Linked DNA regions of Oryzias latipes: region 2 is linked to region 1. Evidence: chromatin contacts called from public Hi-C data. All regions are on one chromosome and are shown on one strand. Each heading gives the region's core, a stretch centred on a gene start, on an enhancer-like site or on the middle of the called end of the contact. The rest is flanking DNA. Distances are from core to core; before and after follow the strand shown. Region 1 holds the start of LOC101163939 (phospholipase DDHD1). Region 2 holds the start of lbh (protein LBH).

Region 1 (6,767 bases), core at 2,360-4,859:
AAAACAGTATCGCCTCTTTCTGTCACTTTACTTCAATGTAGCCACTGGTTCGATTGCGATGCATATTCCTAGCGTAATGATTAGCAGTGTTTTCCAGTAAAACGCACCAAACAACCTTCGCGTAGACGCGCTTTTTAACACTCCCCATAGGCGCAACGCAGCTAGCTAGCTAGCTAAGCTAACGAAGCCGGCTGGACGACGAAGGACAACGCACTAGCATAAGCCGTTAAGGGGGAAAAAAGAAACGCTTCTCGTTTACTATAGTAAATATGAACCCGTGACAAAATTCCCAACAGTTATCGACTGCCTTTACTCGTGTTTAACAAACGTAGCACAACTGTCACCACAAAACTGTATTGGCTCCCAGGTCCCCGTGGAATTTCCAGCCCGTCCGTTGACAAACAAATCTCGCATAGAGACAACCGTGTAGTATTGAGGTGTTGCCAGATCTGGTGTCAGAAACAAGCATGCGCAATCGGGGAAAACAAACCACCTCTAAAACATGCGACGCTTTACGAGCGGCGACTCGGTTCACACTTGCTGATCAGTTTTCTTTTTCTTTTTAGTTACTAAAACTAAAACATGGGTTTTTCAATTAGCACAACTTTGAAGTGCATGCAAACACTGCTGAAAAGTTAATCAGATTTTTGTTGTCATGTGAACAAATCCCAGAAAATCTAACGAGGAGATTAAAAACATGACTGCCTTAAAACACAATTTAAAAGACAAGGAAAACAACCATTCAACAATTTAAACTTAGCTTGTTTGTTTATTATTTAAAAAACCAACAAACTTGAAATAGAACAAAGTATTCATATCCATCACAAAATACAACTAATCTGACTTTTATAACCCAAATAATGCCAAGTACTATATTGGTCAATCTGGACTAAACAATTCTGGCAAGAAAAATAGGAGAAGAAAACAAAATCTGTACATTAAGTTTTTTCCCCTTTCAATAATAAGACCATTTAAATAGAAAAAAAATGAATTACCTCCTGTTGAGTTTTTTTGGTGTAAATCTAAGGCTTTAACTGATGTTTATTTACTTAAAATGACTATTAACCCTAAATGTAAGTAAAGCTTTTTAAAGCTGAATAAGTGTTTCCATTTTAAATCACAAACTTTTTAAGATAAAATAAAGAAAACGTATAGTTTTGAACACAAACATTTTACAAGTAGCCAAAATAAAACTTTGTAAACTCACTCAAAAGGAGTTTGGTTTTACACAAGAAAATATAAGAAAGAATTACTTCAAATTTGCAAACTTGGCAACCCCTCGCATCCGTATGTCCAGCGCATAGACATACAGCGTGTCAGCTGACGCACAGATCACGTGAAAAATGTGTGAACGCGCATGTCCAAAAATTTACGAACGTTAAATCCTTCAGCTAAACTGCAGTATTTATCTTTTACGCTAGATGGAGAAAAACCCACAGAAATAGTTTATGTGAGCTACATAGAAAATTCAGTTAATTGGTGAATTCCCTGTTTTACCCAGTTGAAATAATATTTTTGTACCATGATTATGTATCTATTCACAATATATAACAGTTGGAATAGTATTTTATTAATCTAGTTTTATTTGACTACACCAAATATCTTGCAACCAATGCAAAAAGTAAGCTTTAGCAGGATGTTTTGATATTGCAGATCTTATATTTACAAAAATCAGCTGTGAATAAAAATATGAAAAATCTCATGGAGAGTTTTTAAAAAAAATCCCCATTAAAAATCCCCATTTAAAGTTTGTATAAAAAATGCAAATAATAATAATAATAATAACCAATTTTATTTAAAAGTGCCTTTCAAGAAACCCAAGGACAATGTACAAAACAAAGGCTAAAATAATCATTAAAAGCACAATAAATAGAAATAGACAAAAAAATCAAAAGTGAATCAAGATGAAAAGGCAGAAATAAACAGATGAGTTTCGAGTTTTGATTTGAAAGTTTGTGAAAAGTCTAGGTTACGGGGTCAGGAGGGAGGGAATTCCAGAGTTCGGGAGCTGAGCAGCTGAAGGTTTGGCTTCCCACATTAACGAGACAGGCTGGAGGAAGAGAGAGCTGAACAGAGGAGGAGGACAGAAGAGAACAAGAAAGATAAGGGGGAGCCAGGTTATGGAGGGCCTTAAAGGTAAACAGGAGGAGTTTGAATTTGATTCTAGAGATTATGGGACGCCAGTGCAGCTGATGGAGGACCGGGGTGATATGACTGAAGGAGGGGGTTCTGGAGATGATGCGGGCAGCTGAGTTCTGGACCAGTTGTAGCTTATTGAGGGTTTTTTGAGGGAGACTAAAGAGGAGGGAATTACAATAATCTAGATGGGAAGTCAACATCCCAAATTACCACCAGAGAGCAGCAAATACCTATCCATTTCTAGAACCGCACATATATGCCAACTGGCTTTCCTCTTTAACAGGATGGACAACATCAAATTGTTGTAGAAATTTTCAGTCACTAATGTGCACAAAAACAGGAGCAGTCCACCTTGATATCAACATTTGAGTAAATATTCACTGTAAATGAGTCTTTTTTAAAATAATTTAGTGCTTTCTGGAACCTGTTTGAAGGAGCATCAGTCTCAAGTTAGTTGACATTTCGTTTCTTTGTATGCATACGTAGAGAGTTTGTGCATTTGTGAAGCAAGTGGAGTTCCAATTCTAGGAAACAATTCCTGTCTGAATGTCAGAGGACCAGGTGATTCGGGAGCTGTCTGAGGGAAGAGGCGATGGAGAGAGGCCCAGGCAGCTGTATTTGGAATAAACAGACATTATCCTGCAGTGCCCTAATTTACTGCACAGGGGGAATTAAACTTTAAGCTTGTCCCACCCCTTTGTTGCCCCATGCTGTATTCTTTTGCCCATCAACAACTACTTGTACAATGTGCATTATTAGAGTGTCACCCCACCCAAACTCTGTCTTTTTAGTGTCAAATTCGAAACCCTTACAGGCTTGCAATGTGGTGGTAAAACAGCGTCTTCCGCAGGAACTTTGGGTTTTATAAGCTGTATCACTTTAGCACATGTGTGTTTACAGAAAATATGCGTGCAGCACACAAACTGGAACGGAGGGTTTTAATGTTTTTTTGCTTACCTTTTGGAAAGGTTGAAAAATAAACAGACATTGTTTTTAACTTTTAACAGTGAAATTGTATACAAGCACCTCTGTAATCAATTTGAAAGATGTCTAACTGTGTCAAAGTGTCAAAAAAATCTAGAAATGACTCAAAAAGGAACAAAAGTCATTTTTTAACTTTGTCTACAGCCTTTTGGGGAGATGTGTAGAATTTGTATGTCAAAGACATTTAGTGAAAAGGAAGATAAAAGTGTTCGAAATATTTCATTTAAGTCCCAAATCAATGTGTCTTTTCCAAATCCCCAAATCGCTTTATTCTGGCATTCAGGTTTGAAGCTTGGCCTCTGTGCTTCGATGTTTCGCAGCCACCACCTGGATGGGTGAATGACTAACAAACTGCAATTTTTCCTTACAGTAACTAACCATATAGATATTTATAACCAGCTGGTCACCTCTTCCCCCCTTCCACTCCCTTCCACTGAGGGACTGCCGTGAGAGCTCTCTTCAAAGATCAGTTGTGACACTTCTGGCTTTGTTCTTAAACAAAGAGAACTGCCCCTCATCTGCCCGTAATTGGGCTGGCTCTTGGAATGTGCTTGATGTCTCCGCGCGGGCCATTGCTGCTAAAGCAGACGGGCCAGGGTTGCAGGGAGATGGTGGATAAATTAGTGAGAATCTATCCACCCATCTGTTCCTTTATCTTTGCCTTCTGTGTGTGTGTGTTTTTTTTTTCTTTTCTTTTTTTACTCCATTTCAGTGAAAAACGAACAAACCTGTGTTGAAACTCCAGAATCCCACGCTCACTGTAAATGCAGCAATTTGTGGATTGCCCTCTCTGTTCGGTCTCCGTGAACTTCAGCACCTAGCAGAGGTGGGGTAGTTGGATGCACAACAAGGGCAGTCTGGGACACATGTCACTAGCAGTTACTGGAGTGATGCTGATCATACGCAGATAGTTGAGAAAGGATTGGAGGGTGTTTACTGCTTTGTTACAACAAGGAAGTAATTTAGGGAGCTGAAATTCCTCTTCCAAGGAACGGAAAAGGTTGAAACAGTAGTTGGCAGCACACCAAAGGCGCGAGCCCCTAATTGTTGTCATTAATAGCAAATAATCTCAACATGCTTACATTGTATACTGGGAAACTTTACGGCATTATGCTCAAGAAATCTGGGAATTCTCTGAGTATCAACATAGAAGTTTGTCTGAAACAAATCACATGCACCTTAGGTAAAAGACTTTGCTTTGGTTCTCCTTCCCTTTTCTTCTCTTTTACACTTTTCGGTGTTTAAAGCAACCTTGTCGCCAAAATGCCGGCCTTTGCTTTTGGTCACAACTCATTTAAACCTGAATGCTTGTCCACTCACCACCAGCTCCACCCTGGATAAGTAAACACGTGATGTAATGTGTAGTTTTTGCCTGTTTCTAAAAGTCCTCGTCCAATCACACCCAGGGGTGATTTTAGGTGGGGACGGTCAGCAGAGCCCAGATGACGAGGTGTAGAAAAGTAACCTGAACGGTTCGGGGCATATCTGACGGGGAATCTGAAAAAAAAAAAGACTCTCCCTTATGCGTCTGGGCTGGGGAGCTCCAGTCCCTGCTGGCTGCAGCTGAGATCAGGCCAGCGGCTCCACATGTCTGGGCTCCAGGTTTCAGTTGGGTGATTGGAGCTGTTGACTCCGGCACATGGCCGTTGCTGAAGGATCCCACTGCCTTAACGATGTCCTCCAGGGCTACCAGACCTATTGTCATTCAGACTCCTACTGTTCGCCAGTCTGATCCCTCCTTACTGGAGTCTGCCTGGGGATGGGCTGCCTGGTGTCAGCCATCCTGTCTGTTTGTATCACATGTGAGCGTGTCAAAGAATGAAACCTTTTTGTCCTGACAGGTATTTCAATTATACGTTTTTATAGGCCTATTTTCAAATCTTCTGTTTACTTTTGAACAGAAACATATAGTTTGTTACCTTCTAATACCACATACATAAAAAAAACAACAGTTTTGCTGTAAATAGAAGAAATTTCCATCAGGTCTCACTGTTATATTTTAAATAAGTTCGTAAAAACCTTAAAAGTGTTTCCACAAATGGTTTCAGGTTTAAAACTCCCTTCTATGTAAATGATTTTGTTCAAAACAGACAACTTTGTCATGAAACATTCAGTTCATGCCTTTTCCTCACAAATCAACCATCATAAAACCCGTCAAAGGCTCCATTCGCAACAAATATTTTCACCTGCATGAGATCCACAATTATGTTACTTAAAGGAAAATCCACATGCCTTTTCCAAAAACAGAGCAGGGACACAGCTTCTAAAATTAACACTCTGATTGGTTTTCCTTATTCACATGTTTTAAAGTTTCCTTGTAATCATAGTTTGATGGAAAAGGTGTTGCTCCATACCAGGGATGCCACTGTTCTCGGCTTAAAACTGAAACGTATGTTAAACCATTAAACCCAATCTTGGAAAGTGTATCGTTGCATCCCTACTGCATATCTGTATGTTTATGCTTAAAGACTCAAACACGTGTTTTTCCAAACTTAAGAAGGATTTGTAGTTTTATTACATAATAATTTTTTTTCTTAATTTTAACTTGTTTATAGGCAAATGAAATAAAGGTTTATCACAACTTTTAGTTTTTTTGTTGTTGCTGGGTAATTCACAAATCATATACTGAACCGAAACAAAACTGTGATCTGAAAATATAGGTTTGAATCAAATCACGGGGAAAGTTAATTATTGCATCCCTACCCCATATAGTTCACAGCAGACGCTTTTGCCATATTCCATTAGTAAACAAGGAAAGCATCACTGAGTCCATCACAGCATCCAACCAGCTGCTGAACCAGGAATGGTGACAAACGCGCCAAAGGGATTTTTGTTAGACATCCAATCATTTCAGGTTGTCAAGATTACATTTAACTGAAATATGCTAGATCTGATCATTTCTGTATTGTTTGCTTTTGAAATCTTTTTTGCACATTTAACATTTTTTTTACAGGCTGCATTCGTTACAAATATTTATGCTGCAACATAGAAAACTGTGGGGGCAAATTTTAAAAAAGCCCAACAAATTATCAACAAAAAAAGATCAATGATCTCTGATTCATCACTTAGCCAGTTAATTTGCAGGAAATGCACTCAGTGAGAAAACCGTAGAAATGCTAAAAAGTTGTTGTGTCGCCACAGTGAATCAGCTTCCAGTGAGTCGCACAGGTGGTTTGGCAGAGACCTTTACACCGGATGCCCTTCCTGACACAACCCTGTATATTATCCGGGTTGGGGACCGTAGCATGAAGGGTCTTAGCAGAAATGCCAATAAGAAACATATTTTTCATTTTTCCCATTTTCACACCCTGTCAGTGTGTGTCTGCAGTGTGTCCTTTAGCTTCGGAAAGGCTCGAAACGGCCTTAAAGCTGCTTTTACCGTCACTCTATAAATCCACAAAAAGATTAGGGAAACTACCAGTCAAAAGTTCACCCAACATTTTTATATTTTTAATCATTTTTGCTATAACAGACAAGGCTGTTTGCATGAACTATTTCACTAAAGTAAACTTTTGATGAATCCAACTCTTCAAGCGTTGGACATCAAGCCCATTGCAAACGTCTGGCAGACTTCCTGATGATGACTTTCAACATTTTGCATTTAAGCCGTTGGAAAGCCTGTCAGCTTCACCTCCAGGACAAAG
Region 2 (6,767 bases), core at 2,472-4,971, 130 kb after region 1:
TAAGGGGAGCCAGATCCTACCCAGCCAGACCAGCCAGACCAGGAGAGGGGAGGAGAGCCCCCCAGGCCAGAAGTTCCCCCAGCATCCGGACCCAGGCAGCCCGGGAGGGGAGGAGGAGGGGACCGCCCACCCCACCAGCCAGGCACAGAGAGGGCCCCCCTGCAGGGGCCCCCCCAATGCCCAGAGGCACAAGCGAACCCAGTGTCCGGCCCCCAGGCCACAAGACAGGAGCGCCTAGCGGTACCAGGCGGCAGCCATGGGGGCCACCGGGCGCCGGACACCGAGACAAAGGCCAGGGACGAAGCCTGGGCCCCCGGAACCCATGAGCCGGCCACCCCCCGACCGGCGCCCCGTCTCCGCAAGCCAGCCCAGGCACGCGACCTAAGCAACCCAGGGATCGCCACGCACCCACAGCCACCCCCCATAACCCTACAACCCTACACACTACAACCCCCCCCCCCCCCCCCGCCATAATATCTGAGCCCCCCTCCCCAACCATCTCAGTGCCCTCCCCTCTCTGTGATGGGGAGGGAAAGCCCCAGAGGGTCCCAGCGAGCCAGCCCCCAGGTCCGTCCTACCCATGCACTCACGCACACATACTCACAATCATCTGGTTATCCCCCCCCCCCCCCGCCGCCACACAGTACCCCCCCCCCCCCCCCCCCCAGCCGGCCGACCCCCAGCGCCGTATGCCCGACCATTCCCGCAGCCGACAGGATACCCATAAGCCCGGCCGCCCTGAGCAGCACCGTTAAAAATGGCAAAAACTGCTCAAATGTATCCATTGGAGTTTGGTGACCCTGATATCAAATAAATGATTTCCCTCTGTTTCTGTTTTTCTCGAATTTTAAATAATGGACTTTTTTTTTATTGATATTTTGATTTATTTTCTTTTTTCTTTTTTTTTTTACTTGTCCTGTCCAACAGCTGGACAAACAGATGAGAGCTGAAGACTTCTTGTGTTGGATGTATTTTACTTTAACAACAGGGGTTGTGAATCTTCAGACAAACCAGAAGTATGTCTGAATAAACCCCTTTTGTAATCGAGACCAAACTTTATTAATTTTAATCGTATTTGAAAATCTTTCGTGTTGGACCGGACGGAAAAGTAAAGGAGGGAAGAAGAGAGAGGGATGTTAGAGAGGGGGGGAGAGGAGGGTGATTGCAGAAAAGAAGCAGCATGACGCAGCATAAAGCAACAAGTTTCTGGATGGTTATAATCATTACAGTGAGGTTCAGATGTAATACAAGTCTATAAGGGCGGGGCCTGTCCACACACACACTCAAATGTTATAAAAAATGTTCACATCAACATGTACACAACACACATAATGCTCACACACGCATCCCTATGCCTTCAAACCAACTAATTATATATTTTTTTGTTCATTTCATGAAACAATAAAACAGAATAACAATAGGTTAACATACATTAACAATAAGTTCAAATTTGCCTTGGAAGTCATACAAACTGAACAATCAAATCAATATCAACAAAAAAGCAGTAATTAAAATTTCAAGAGAAACAGAAACAGGAGGAAATGTAGTTTTATTTGATGTCAGGGTCACCAAACTCCAATGGATACATTTGAGCAGTTTTTGCCATTTTTAATGGTACTGCTAAATGTAAATAAATCAAGCAGATACAATGGAACTAATTAGAAGTCACATTTACATGAAAACGTTTAAGTTATTATGAATTGCTGAACCAGTGTTGAACACAAAACTCACTGTACTGTAGTCATCTTCAGGTTCCTTTTTTTAATTTTATTATAGTTTAAGCAGTTTCGCCACTCTCATTAAATGTATTCCCTTGTTTTTACCGACGGATGAATTTTCTTTATTTTACTGCAAATTGATTAGTTATAATTTCTTGTTTTCACTGACTAAATTGTGCATTTTTTATTTTCTATTCCTTAGTCGTAGTTTTTTTTTCAGTAAACCTTAGTTTTATTTTATGAATAAAACAAGAATGATTACCAGAAAGCACTTTTTGAAATTTTGTTTTAACAGTGACAGATAAAGTACTATTATTAACACCTACAGCATGCAAAAAATTATTATTTAGCGTCAATTATATGTATATGAATTTTCAAATCATCCTTTAGCTATTTAAAGAGTATGAAGATGACTTCAATTTAAAGTGGCTGAGTTAGGTTTCAGTTTGATCTGCTCAGCAAAGGGTTCATTTGGGAGGATTGTCCTTTGGGATAAAAGAATGCACAGAGACTTTTTTCCTTTATGGCGCTGTAGCCAGTAAACTATTACATCATTGCTGTTGCAAAAGGTGAAATGAAAGCCAAATAACTGCCTAGACATAAAGATACCAGTGGGTTCACAACCATGTCGTGTTTTTAGTTCCTTTTGTCACACATCTACAATACCAGACAGATCCTTTGAAACTATAGTTTAGTGCACAACAGCATGATCACAATACAAGCAATCGTCTTCAGTCTGATGTTCAAAAGTAAAAATAGCAAAAAGTGTCTCTTTAGAAAAAGCTGTTCATTTCTTTATGGTACTTCACCTTTTTCTGACCGTATATCAATGGGAAAGAAAAAAAAGTGTTTTTTAAATAAACTTTTATCATACAGAATATCATTGAATGACACTAAACATCTAGAGCAAATTCATTTGAGGAAAGAAACAAACTAATTATTGAACTTGCCAGGAGGTTGAATAACAAAAGAGTAATAAAAGCAATAGGCCTACTTCTTAAGGTATTTTTAAAAAGATAAATAAACTTCTTAATAAATACAATTTTCAAATGACACAATTTTTTTACCAAATGATTGAGTACTTTTTTTTTTACAGTTTTTTACAGTTTTCATTCAATATTTGTAAATACTGTTTCATATCTTTATAAAAAAAACGCAAAAGATGTATTTTTTTTTGCATATTTACTCTTGTATGTTTAATATTTTGCCATATTTATAAGTAAATTAAATAATAAAATTTCCAAAGACAGTATGTTCATGGAGTAATCCCTACACAGGTGGGTTGTTTCGAAATGAGTCAATTTCCAAAATGAGGAATAGAACAAAATGTGAAAACAACCATATTTCTAAGCCTTTTAGTCAGAAGGTGGCAGCAGAGAACCAACCTGAACAGTTTCATCTGCACTGACAACTGCAGGCTGCCCTGAGTCAAATGCACAGCCTCGGGAGATCAGACATGTGAGAATTTTTATATCGCGTGAAGGTCAACATTGAAGTGACAGTTATGCAAGGAAAGTCCTGAAAGATGTGTGACATCATCCTCAACGAGGATTCCTGACAACAGAGTCACTAAAAAATTTCATTGTAAGAGCATGCTTTGGTTTTTAAAAAAAAGATAGAAGCCCTCTCTGTTCTTGCACGCATGGACTTGCCCTTGACGCACATTTGTGAATGAACTCTCATTTGAACACATGTCACGCACAACCAAACGGGCAAATCAGTCCACCTTTGCCATTCAAGAAGGCTGTCATTTTGTTGCCTTGGAGACTACAAATCTCCAACCTCTTGCAGCATCTTTTTATCCATTCCCAATGAGTAGCGTCTCTGCTGTCGTCAACATTGCTGGGGGAGGAGGGAGGGGTGCGCGCGCGCACAGGGGACGGCTTGAGTCAGCTGCGCTCTGATTGGCTGCTCCGGTTAATGAGCTGCCATTGAGGAGTTTTATCAGGAGGTGTGTCTGTGCCTCCGCGCGAGCGCCCGCCTCGTGAATAAAAAGTGGCCCCAGCTGTTGTTTCTGATCAGAATTGGAGGAGCCGGACTGTTTGAGCGGCCTGCACGCGCGTGTTCCCACAGATACGTTTGCTTTGAGCGCGCGCCACCGCGAACGGACGCAAAGTGTGGAGAGAAGGAACCGGCTGCAGGTGCGAATTCTTCATGTCTGTTTTCCTACAGCGCATTTACCAGTGAGTACTGCCATCTTTTTATCTCTTTTTAACTTTTTTCACCCCATCATCCTCAAAATTAAGACGTTTTTTACCTAAATGAAGACAAAGAACAAAGTAGTTATTTTTTGTTGGGTGATTTCCCGCTGAATCATCCTCCTTTTTTGTTACTCCCACTCTTGTTTCCTTTGACATATATATTTTTTTATTTATTTTCCTGCGGGGTGTTGCCCCTGAATCTGGAAATGTTAGGGGGTGCCTTGACTTTAGCATGAACATTTGAACGTTAATGAATACATTTACATTCAAATCCAGAGATTATACTATTATTCCTGCATGATCAGGCATTTTGACAGTTTTTTTAATGCCTTTAACCTCAGTACACAGGATGACAGTTCTTTTTTTCTCTTCTCCCCTTCAGATCTTTTACTGAAGTGGTGCAGGTGCAGTGCACAGTCTGTTTGTCATGGATCTGCAGTTTGCAGTGCTGCCTTTTACTGAGTGTTGTTACTTTTGACTAAATATTCCTTCATTTTCCAGGCCATTTTTGTTGCAATGCTTCGTCTCAATATTGGATCATTTCCTTTTTGTATGCGAGCTGCATTGAAGTATTGTTTTGCAGCTGCTTTTATAACCTCAGTGAGCTTCTGCCTGCCTCTGTCAGGAAGTTCAGAATCAACCTATTTACTGTAACCACACTTGGTTTCTCTTGCCTCTGCTCACTTGCAGTTTGCACCTAGCTTTGTGTAATATCACCTCTGTGGGGATTTTTCTCTAGTTTTGTTTCCATAGCTCAATTGGTGAGCTATGGATGATTTGTATTCTCACTCATCTGTGTTTTCTATCTTTGTGCAAAAAAAGACTATTATTTTGAAAGGATAACAACCTAAAAGGAGTTTCCTCTCTGTATTTACAGAGACATTCAACCTACAGGATTATTTACTCTTTCTCTGCCCCCTGGGGAGACTAATACAACCCCCCCTCATCAAAGCTTGCTTTCATACTTGCAGAGCTGATTGAGCTGGTCTGGAATATCAGCCGCTTTGCCATGCTGCCTCACATGTGGAGATGCAGGACTGTTGTAGGAGTAGTGCCAACTGGGAGCTGGAAGAGGGGAAACTATGTTTGCAATGAGGGATGCTAATTCCCGTCTTGTACAGGGATTGCTGTCAGGAAGGCTTGAGTGTATTTCAGCACCACTATATATACAGGCCACTGCATGCTAAAGTGCAGCTTGGCATCTTTGTGATCTGGAAATGTGGATGAACTTGTCATCTACGTCACTAATGTGACTTCAAATGTTTTCTAAAGATGCCTGTCAGGTTGGGTTTGTTAGATGATTTCAGAAACCACAAGTTATGTTAAGCTGTAGCATAAAGTTTTCGTGGGGGGGAAACAAGAAATGTCTTTCATAATAAAAGCTCAGACAGCCAAATATGCACTTGCAAGTTTAGATTTTTAAGGTTATTTCTAACAGATATTTTCATGAAATTGAGCCGACATGATTGTGCACCATCCCAGTCATTTAACTGAATAATTGGTTCTCCTGTAGGCAATAGTAATCCTGTCTTTTGGGCACATGGGCACTGCTTGCTCTCCATCTGTGCCTTGGCTGACTGTAGCATGAGAAAGCTGTCAGAACCAGGTATAGATTATGTCGACAGGATGAAGAGGTAAAGAGATTTTCTGCCATCTGGCCTACAAGCCTTCTTCAAACACTGAAGCCATTTGTTTGAAAATGATTCGGGTGCTCCAGCCATGTTCAGGTAGTTTGGACATTGTGATGGCTGCAAAGCCATATGCTGATATGGACTTATTTTGATCCATGTTGAACTTTCTCTGCCAGTCAGAAAACGATGAACACATTTTAATTGATGAATTCTTTAACAAGACAAGCAACTAAACGGTTTTACTGTAAACAATCCATAGCGAAGCAAAGTATAAATCCTGATATTCATTTGAAACCTCAATAATTGTATCAAATGCATTAAAAACACAGTTTTAAAGTGTAAAAATAATGTCCTGTTTACCCGATATTTTAATTAGAAATGTCCTGCCAAACTTTCCTGCTTTCCCAGCAAAAATCTATGGCTTCAATTTGAAGGAAAAGGTTCTGTCAACCAATCAGAGATCAGGAGAAATGTAGATGAAACAGGCTGCTGGGCTGCGTCACACCCAGACTTTTCTGTTTACCTCAGGATTTTTTTTTTCTTTTGCTGAAAAGAGCTCTGAACATTTAGTTTCTCACTGAAGTCATGTTAGCCAAAGTGAGTTTCTTCCCATGACACGACTGGACTTGGGGAATCTGGTTAAAAAATGAATTTTAGTTAGTGCCACCTTACAAATAAGAGGTTCAAGTGCGTTTGTGGTGTCCTCCAGGTATATGGTATAACATTCTGGGACTTGTTTTCCTTTGCCGCTTGGGACTCCTTTTTTGATGCATGTTTGTTTCCTTGTTGCTTGCGGACTTCCCCTTTTTATTATGCCATTTTATATTTTATTAGGACAATGTTCTGTTATTCCGAGCTGAGCAGGATGTTTATACAATCCCTGAACAGAAATATGACTGGCAAGGCCTGAGTGTTTATCTTTCTTTCCCTTGTTCCCCCCTTCCTTCCTCTCCTCCTCCTCTGCTCAGGTCTCTTCTGTCACTCCTTATCCCTCTGTACTCCTCATTTTTGCGTGTTTTTCCGTTTTTATCTTTTATTTTTTTTGTTCTTCAGTAAGATATCTCGATAGTTAAGAGATTTCAATTAGATTTATCTAGCCTCATTCCCATATTAGACGCTATAAATATTTTCATTTTTGGACACCCAGTTTATTTTCCGACCAAGCATGGCGTGTCCAGTGACTATCACAGAAAGGTTATATGCAGGGATTAAGTTAG

What was found. A called contact is a pair of places that touch in the nucleus more often than the background predicts.
Region 2: a contact with region 1 is called in a Hi-C map of embryo, with 2.1 times the contacts expected there. The contact joins the promoter of lbh here to the enhancer-like site in region 1. A contact is called at or near these places in 5 of 5 Hi-C or Micro-C datasets (embryo, fibroblasts and gastrula embryo).

Annotation. Positions count from the first base shown.
Region 1 is chr22:7,751,997-7,758,763 of ASM223467v1, forward strand. LOC101163939 (phospholipase DDHD1) reads right to left here and starts at 431. Exons shown (of 14, transcript XM_020713426.2): 1 at 1-431. Within about 2 kb of position 3,610, at least 2 of the 8 cell types and tissues checked have an H3K27ac peak or open chromatin away from gene starts, as enhancers often do. A contact at or near this core is called in embryo and gastrula embryo, where this site is marked.
Region 2 is chr22:7,882,094-7,888,860 of ASM223467v1, forward strand. lbh (protein LBH) reads left to right here and starts at 3,722. Exons shown (of 3, transcript XM_023951761.1): 1 at 3,722-3,901. The coding sequence starts at 3,873.